Regions from separate parts of the Mus musculus genome. Here region 1 is linked to region 2. The links are chromatin contacts, called in public promoter capture Hi-C maps. All regions are on one chromosome and are shown on one strand. Each heading gives the region's core, a stretch centred on a gene start, on an enhancer-like site or on the middle of the called end of the contact. The rest is flanking DNA. Distances are from core to core; before and after follow the strand shown.

Evidence for each region. Promoter capture Hi-C pulls out the DNA fragments that hold promoters and counts their contacts.
Region 1: a contact with region 2 is called in a promoter capture Hi-C map of embryonic stem cells. The contact joins the promoter of Clmn here to the promoter of Gsc in region 2. A contact is called at or near these places in 17 of 39 promoter capture datasets (the 3T3-L1 cell line, the C10 cell line, cranial neural crest and 8 more), 5 of 115 datasets of contacts at active chromatin or transcription factors (craniofacial prominence, embryonic basal ganglia, embryonic forebrain and 2 more) and 2 of 9 other capture datasets (adipose tissue and liver).

The regions. Positions count from the first base shown.
Region 1 is chr12:104,862,696-104,866,983 of GRCm38.p6, reverse strand. It overlaps Clmn (calmin), which reads left to right and starts at 1,908. Exons shown (of 14, transcript NM_053155.2): 1 at 1,908-2,114. The coding sequence starts at 2,033.
Region 2 is chr12:104,471,979-104,476,301 of GRCm38.p6, reverse strand. It overlaps Gsc (goosecoid homeobox), which reads left to right and starts at 3,066. Exons shown (of 3, transcript NM_010351.1): 1 at 3,066-3,541; 2 at 4,050-4,309. The coding sequence starts at 3,187. It overlaps Gm10000 (a long non-coding RNA gene), which reads right to left and starts at 2,772. Exons shown (of 6, transcript XR_381874.2): 1 at 1,720-2,772.

The DNA of each region.
Region 1 (4,288 bases), core at 659-3,158, 390 kb before region 2:
GGCCATTTGGAAAACCACCTAAAATTCCTTCCATTTTGATTCAAAGAAACATCAGGTTTACAGTTGGTGTTTAATCAGCAGTGACTCAGGCCTCCTTCCCCGTCATTCCCAAGAATAGGCATCACAGATAGCCCGTCCTTTCTGATCATTTTTCAACCACATACTGTTTTGAGTCAAGTTCTCTATTGGCCATCTCACAATGGAGACAACGAAGCTGACTTTCTTAGCACTTGGCTTTGTGAAGGAAATGATTTTCAACCCACAGCAAAGATAGAAATCGAATTCAAGTGGGATGCCTTGTGGAGGAGAGGTGAGACCATGCATGTTAACTGGACCTGGCTCTATAGCGTAACCTTGAATCCAGGCAGGGACAGAGTGGTCTAGTGAGAGCCTCAGACACCCATGATCTGCACTGAGATCATGATCTACTCTGCTGGGTGGATGCCTGGTCCTGGGGGTTGGATTCTGGGGGGTTGGGGAGGTGGGCCTCTCCCTTCCTTTAGTCTCAGCTTCAGGGTCAGGCTTTATGGGACCCTTGCTGATGTTACCTCCACCCTGGCTCCTTGCCCTCAGCTGACAATGTCCCCCTTTCTGAAGATCACTTTGATCTGGGATTGTCATCTCAGCTGGTTATTGGGTTAAACACAAATGACTTAAGGGTCTTCTCATTGCCCCCCCCCCCCCCAGGGCCCGCTTCTCCCAGGAGACATGTCTGTGGCCTTCATCTTTGCTTGCTCATTGCTGGGCTTTCCACAGACATGGCAATGGTCAGCAGGCCTCGGTGAGTCTCCATACTCAGAGAGCTCTGCGCACTTTCTCCCTCTGGGCATTCATCCTACCAATGGCATACTTGGTTTTCTTGTAGGTAGGATCTGAACAGAGAGCAAGACACTGGGACTTGTGTACCCCTAAGTCATTCCTCACTTTAGACAAACTCCCAGATTTTCTGTTGGCTAACCGATAAAGGAGTTGGCTGCAAGTACACAGGCCCTGTGGAGCCCCAAACAAGATAAGCTCCAGAATTCTCAGGTTAAAAGACACAGGGGCCCAGAGTGGGAACCACAAAGGCCTGTTCTGTCTCAGGTATCCCAGGATGACCTTAAACTCATCCAGGTGGCTGTGAATGACCTTGAACTTCTCCTGCTGTCTCCATCTCCAGAGTGCTAGGACCACAGATTATGCAAAGACCCCGTTTATGTTGCGCATGGGATCAAACCCAAGGCTTCCTGCGTGCGAGGCAAGCAGGGAACCACCTGAGCCATTGCCCAGCCTGTCCTTGGGGTTTCGATAAAGCACCAGATTTCTTGTGGCCAAGACCCCAAAGGAACCCATTTCTGGGAGGAGAGCTGTTTCTCCCAACAGCTGGAGAGAACCGGAAGTGGCCTTTACTCTTAAACCAAGAAAGGATCCCCCCTCCCACTCCCGCTGCCCCCAACTCCTGCTCTATAGGAAACTCCATCTCCACATCACTTAGCCCATCACTCACTTTCCATGGTCCTGGGATCAGAGATGGACAGGGTTTAGCTGCCTTTAGCAGGGAGATGATCCAGGCATAGGAGGAGTTCCTACTGCGACTAGAAGGGACAGGATAGGGAAGGGGCAGACATCCTGGACCAGCGCTAGGGGCACCCTGGCTTGCGTCACCAGGCCCACCCCCTCAAGACATCACAATCTATGGGCTGCGACCCCCCTGTGCCTCATCATTGTGCGTTTGCGACCAAACAATCCAACCAACACCCACCCTGCGGGTGGGGGAGGAAAAAAAAGGAAAAAAAAAAAAAAAGGACTGTCCTGAGGCCGGCTCCTCCCGCCCCGCCCCGCCCTCTTCCCTCCCGCCCGGGGCCCCCGCCCCCGCCGGGCAGTGAGCGCGCGCCGGGCGCCCCGCTCCGCCGCCCGCGCCCGCCCGCCAGCCCGTCCGCCCGCGGCGGGGCCGGCCCTTCGCCCGCCCACCAGCCCCGCGCTAGCCGCCCACCTCTCGCTGCCCGCTGCCCGCCGCCCGCCGCCCGCCGCCCCGGCCCGCCGCGCGCGCTCCATGGCTGCTCAGGAGTGGGACTGGTTCCAGCGCGAGGAGCTCATCGGGCAGATCAGCGACATCCGTGTGCAAAACCTGCAAGGTACCGCGGCCCCGGCCTCCCCGGAGGGCCCGTATCCACCAAGCGTGGGCCCGGCTGGTTCCCCCCGTGCGCCCCGGAGCCGGTGTGGCTGGCCTGCGCCGGGTTTGCAGAGCTCAGGGGGTGGGGCGGTGCGTGGGCGTGTGTGTGCACGCGTGTGCGTGTGGGCACGCGCGTGTGTGCACCCCATTCCCAGCAGGGGACCATCACCCCCCTCCTACCGCCTCCGGTAGTTTAGAGAAGTTTGTACGTGGAGTCTTGGGGGGCGGTGGCCCGGGTCAGGGCCAGGAGAAAGTGCCACTGTGTGCTGTGTGCGCACAAGCCAGACTTAAAGCTCTTCCGAAGTAGCTATGGGGCTGGGGACCTGGAGTGGGGCACAGCGTCAGTCCCGAGAGGCTCTGGATGATGGGGGCACGCTGAGGACTCCAGTGAACTGAGTGAGGTTCAGAAGACCTTCTCTACCCAGCCCCACAGACTAGGGAGGGGCTGGAACTAAACCCCCTTGCCTGAGGCGGTTGACAAGATGAAAGAGAAACTCCTGGTGGCCCGTGTGTCAGACTTGGGCTCTGTGGTTCTGCCACCTATGACTATGAAGTATCTTCCAAAAGAAAGTATTGGGTGTGGAAACTTAGCAAACACACACACACACACACACACACACACACACACACAGAGAGAGAGAGAGAGAGAGAGAGAGAGAGAGAGAGAGAGAGAGAGAGCGCTCTTAAGGAAAAGAGACCCACCCCTCCCACTCGCAAAAGGCATTGCTCTCAAGCCCTGTGGGTGGAGTGTGTTTCGAGCCCCCTCTCTCCTATGGGAGCTTTGCAGAATTGGACATAAATCCACTTCCGGCCTCCTCACCCACCTGGCCCCATGCACAGGTGAGGCTGGGTTAAGCCACTTCCCCTACTGACTCGGGGCTGAAGAAGAGTCCAAGGTTGAATTCGCCAGGATCCAACTGGAAGGTCTGGACAGAGGTGGGGCAGGAGGATTGTGGGTGTCCCTTTTGCCAGCAGGGCAGGGAGCCCCTGCGGGGGGTGGGGGGGAAGAGTCTAGATTAAACATTACACCTGAGAGAATGTTTTCTGGGAGCTCACGTGGCCCTCTCCAACTGAGGTTTGGCAAGGACAGTGCAGGTCTGCAGAGGTGACCTGAAAAGGAGCCAGCGGGCGGCTCAGGGAGTGGGCACTGCACTGGCAGCTCTGGATTCTGCTACTGTACAGCTACTGTGATTTGTGTCAAAGGAGGAGGCTCAGAGCTGCAGTGATGGAGAGAGCTTGGGTTTGGTTTGGGGTGGGCAGCATACCATTGCTGAGATGGTATCTGGTTGGGGCTGTCAGATCTGGTGTGTCTCATGTACCTTAGGCAATCACTAGGCATTTTAATGAGCACATACTATCTGCCACAGACAATTATTCTTGTAGGATCAGGTCCCTTGGTAGAGCTCAATTATTGTAAAGGAACAGGCGGCGAAGTGAGGCAGAGAGATGGGACTACACAGCATGATTTGCGACAGTTCTTGAAGGGCTAGAGGGGTGTCTCAGCTCCTCGCTTTGAGGTGACCACACTTTCAGGCAAAATATCAGTTATAATTTGAACAGCAATGGATTCTGTTAGTAAGAGGCCAACTTCAAATCATGTATCTCAAATGTCATATGTATTACATATGTATTACATGTATGACATAGACTGATTTTAAGCGTAAGCTTAGCATGCTTTTAGTTGTGGGTACACCTCAGGTAATTGCTACCTACATAAAGATTCCCAGATCCCTCACCTTCCTTCCCAGTCAGTAACCTCACCCGCCCATCACCAAGGCAACCTTTATTCTGAGCCTGATCCTTATCCTCATCTTTGTTTTTAGTTCATGTAGGTTCAATTTGTCTCTGGACCCCGTTACAGTTGAATGGTGCAGTTCAACGTGTTCTCTTGATGTGGCCCTTTTTGATCAATTTGATGTTAGATTCATCCACACAGTCTTTACTATAGCTATAGTTCCTTTTAACTGCTGAGTACTATTCCACTGAATGGATATACCACCATTCTATTCTCTATTCATCTGAGGAAGGACCTTTGGGTTGTTCACAGCTTGGGCAAAGTCAGCTGTGTCTTGGGGGGGGGGTGAACATTAGTTCTGTGCAGTTGTTGAGTGGGACTTGTCTGATTTGCCTGGTGTG
Region 2 (4,323 bases), core at 1,817-4,316:
ATCAACTGCGTGTTTACTTATTTCTCACCGAAGCCTCGCTGGCTGCCTCCGGACTCGCTGGTTCTCCCATGCTGAGCTGGGCATGCGGGGCGACAAACAATCGCTTAGCAACTGGAGGGGGACAATTTGCGTGCCTCGCATTTGTTATTTCAATTGCGCCCGGCCATTCTGGATTGTTCCTAGTGCGTTGGGGACACTTGTAGGGTTTCCTCAGAGAAAGCACAGCGAGGGAGCTGGGCCCCTGACTTCCTTCACGGAGTCCGCCTCCCAGCCGACAAAGTAGAACAACCTTGGGCTGAGGGGACAATTGTACCAGGAAGGCTCAGCCACGCCACGGGTGAGCTCTCCCGGAGTGTAGCGGTTAAACCCATGTAGTTGTGAGGCTTGGGTCCGGGAGCTTCTTTCTGGGAAAGTCTTGTTTTCAAGGAAAAGAGCCAAGTGATTTTTCTTTATCTTGAACCCAGCTGAAGAGACCCTGCTTTTGCCTTTGGGCAGGGGTGGGGCCAACACACTCCTTTGTCCCAGTGAAAAGAAAAGAAAAAAACTCATTAAATACTAAGGTTTTAAGGGATTCAATTAATCTCGGATTTGGTTAGATTATTTAAAATCCTGAGGCCTCCAAAGGAGGGGTAGTTTGCCAGGTGGCAATGTTAGGTCTTGAACCCTGGCACCCTTGACTACAGGTGAACAGCCTCTTCCTTCTAGGGTCACTGATATAGCTACAGGGCTTCGGGAAATCGAGCCCTGCAGCGAAATCCCGGACTTGTTAAAACTGATCACTAAGTACCAAGCTGAAAGAGACATGAATGGGTGGGCGTGGGTTTGTTTTATTCTTTTCAAAATTCCACTGCTCTTTCAAATCTGAGGCTGAGTACCTGTCGGGTCTGGATCTGAGTCCCCTTTCAGAAGTTTCAGGGGTTCAGGAATCTACCCCAGGCTCTCCTGTTTCTGCCTGTACCCCTGTAAAGGTCATATAAGAGACCTGCCCCTGCATGCGCCTTATCCACTCACAACCACCAACACAAACGAACACAGCGAAGTCACTGCAGCCTCCAGTTCTTGTCAATCAATTTATCTCCCTTTAGAACCGAACGTGGGAAAATGTTGGAGGGCAGCAGGTGTGTCCTGGAACCTGGTGACAGTAAAGTCATTGTAATGGAAAAAGGTCACTTCTCTAGGTGGGCTTGGCCTTTCTGAAGCGTTCCCGAGAAGACTTTGTTTCTCTTAAAACAAAAACAAGAAACTGTCACCTCCCCAACTGAAGCCGGTCTCTATCCAATCCTTACCACCACCCCCAATTTGCAACGTAAGCAAATCAAGTGTCCTAGGCCATGCGTGGGTGGGCTGGAGGGCACGGAGGTACACGCTTTCCTAAGTTCCGGGTGGCTGCTCCCACGCACTGCCTAGTTCTGCGCCCAGGCGGGACCAAACTTACCGCAATGATTCTCTAACCCAGGAAGAGCAATAAGGAGAGGTCCCAGGATCTCCTCCAGTGCCAGGGAGGACTTAGCATTTATTGTACGGCTTTAGACAGCGTTGAAGTTATCTCAGACTTATCAGTGAGAGAGGAATCTCCACAAATGGTATGGAAGTCCTCTACCCAGGTCTCTCCTGGAGTAGCTGGAGAGTGGCCTGCGCGATGGCGGTGCAATTCCCGGGCTGGCACCGGGACGCACGACTTTGGGCCTCTGTTTTCGTTCTGCCCAGAGGGTCGCCTACCTTCCCGCAGGTCGCCCAGCCGCCAGCGCGCAGATCTAGGCTGGCTGCGCCTCCCGCGGTTCGGCCGTGCCTCACGGAGAATCCCGCAAATCATCACGGCCGCCCGCAGTGGCCCGACTTTTGTCCAGGCCGCTGGGGTCCCCCGGAGGCCAGCGCGGGCCTGGAAGGACAGCTAGAGGCCTTTCGGAGAGCTCGCTGATTGAGAGAGGGACGCCACTCAATATGTTGAGAAAGGAGACAGGCAGTCCCGGTAGATCCCACGAGAATTAAAGCCAAAAAAATTTTTTTTGGGGGGGGGGAAGGCACCCCTTCTCCCAGACTAATAATCAAAAATACACAGAACCTATCGGCACCCACGCGGGAAGCCTCTGGAAGCATCGCTTCAGAGCGCTCCTCTGGGTGGTGAATTTTAAAGACTGGCTGAATTTGCTCTTCACTGGTGTGTTAGGAGCTAGGGAGAGTCAGGGTAGTTTTCAGACCCAGAGTGACCGCTTTAAGAAGAAGAAGAAGAAAAAAGACAACTTGTACGAAGGCGGACGCGTTTCTACTTTCATGGTTTTTGCTCTGAGAAAATTTGGCTTTCGCAAAAACAAAAGATTTTGGGAAAGAGACGGAGGGGGGGGTGGAGAAGTGAAATTAGGCAGTGAGTTCACGGGGTAGGGGGTTGGCTGCGGGGGGGGGGCACTTTCAGTCTTAGTTGAGGGAGGACACAGCCACCCTCATTTCTTAAAAGCAAACAGATTCCGAAAGAGAGTAAAAAGTAGTCCTAAAGTAAAATTAGCCACAATGAATTTGAGCTACAACCATAGGAAATCGCACCCCATAATAGAGAGAAAAGGGTCGGGGCGGAGAGGTCGGCGGCGGAGTTGTTAACGGCGGCAGGACAATAGTATTAATAAGATTAACCTGGGCAATTAGGCCGCCCGCCCAGCAAGGCCGGGGCCGCGCCGGGGCTGCCGAATGGAAAAGATTAGGTTAATTTCATTAATTCTCAATCCACAATCTTTTTCAGGCCCTGTGGCCCCCCTCCTCTTGGCATCTCTCCCCCTCCCCTGCAAGCGCCCCCCGCCCACCCCCACCTCCCCATTCCACACCACCCAAAGGAAAAGAAAAGGACCAAATCTGGTTCTGTTTGTCATCTGCATATTACCAGGAACTAAATCCAGGATGACGTCGACTCAGTATAAAACCAACAAGAGGTTGAGCCGGTCGGAGCTGCGTCCTACCCGCGGGTTGAGTTCAGCTAGGCGGCGGCGAGGGGAGGAGAGGGCGGGAGGAGGGAGTTCGGACGCAGGGGGCGGGGAGGGGCGCGAGTTGCGCGCTCGCCCGCGCTCTCTTTCGGTTTGCTCGCCCGCGGGAGCAGAGAGTGGGACAATTCCCAACCCCCACCCCAAACAACACCACTTGGAGACTTCTTCTTCTTCGGCGCGTCCCCGCCGCCCCCCGGTCCCGACGCGGGGCTCGGGGATGCCCGCCAGCATGTTCAGCATCGACAACATCCTGGCCGCCCGGCCGCGCTGCAAAGACGCGGTGCTCCCGGTGGCGCCCAGCGCCGCGGCTCCGGTGGTCTTCCCGGCTCTACACGGGGACTCGCTCTACGGCGCCGGCGGCGGCACCTCCTCGGACTACGGCGCCTTCTACCCGCGCCCTGTGGCCCCCGGAGGCGCGGGCCTCCCGGCCGCGGTCGGCAGCTCCCGCCTGGGCTACAACAGCTACTTCTACGGGCAGCTGCACGTGCAGGCGGCGCCCGTGGGCCCGGCTTGCTGCGGGGCTGTGCCGCCGCTGGGCGCCCAGCAGTGCTCCTGCGTCCCGACGCCCCCAGGTAGGGTCGCGATCGCTCGCGAGCCGGCCTTCGCCACTGCGGCAGTCGGTGGCTGCCGGGGCATGGACGCGCGGTTTGCTTGCTTTACTCACCTGGCACCAACTTTCTCCCTTTGCAAGCCTTCCCCGTTCTCCCATTTATTTATTTATCTTTTACTTTTAATTAATTAATATATTTTTGGGTCACCGGGTACGGGGACTTTGCATACGTCTACTGTAAACTTTAGGTTAGAGTTTAAAAAGCCGAGTCACCGGGAGTCTCGGGGCGACTCCACGCGCGCGCGGGAATGAAGTGAGGACGCGGGGAGATTCTAAAGTGCCTGAACTGGCTTTTGGATGTGTGCAGGCAGACGCTCCTTCCACGTCTGGGCATCCCTGGTCTCGGTGCCCCCCAAAGACATAGCGCCCCTTGCAGACTTTTTTTATTTTTAAGTGAGCGAGGGCAGCGAGCGGGTTGGCTTACGGTGCCGAGGGAGGATGACTGACTCCCGTCCCTCTCTCTGTCGCAGGCTACGAGGGCCCCGGTTCTGTACTGGTGTCTCCGGTGCCGCACCAGATGCTGCCCTACATGAACGTGGGCACGCTGTCGCGCACTGAGCTGCAGCTGCTCAACCAGCTGCACTGTCGGCGGAAGCGGCGGCACCGCACCATCTTCACCGATGAGCAGCTCGAAGCCCTGGAGAACCTCTTCCAGGAGACGAAGTACCCAGACGTGGGCACTCGGGAGCAGCTGGCCAGGAAGGTGCACCTTCGGGAGGAGAAGGTGGAGGTAGGCAAGAGCCC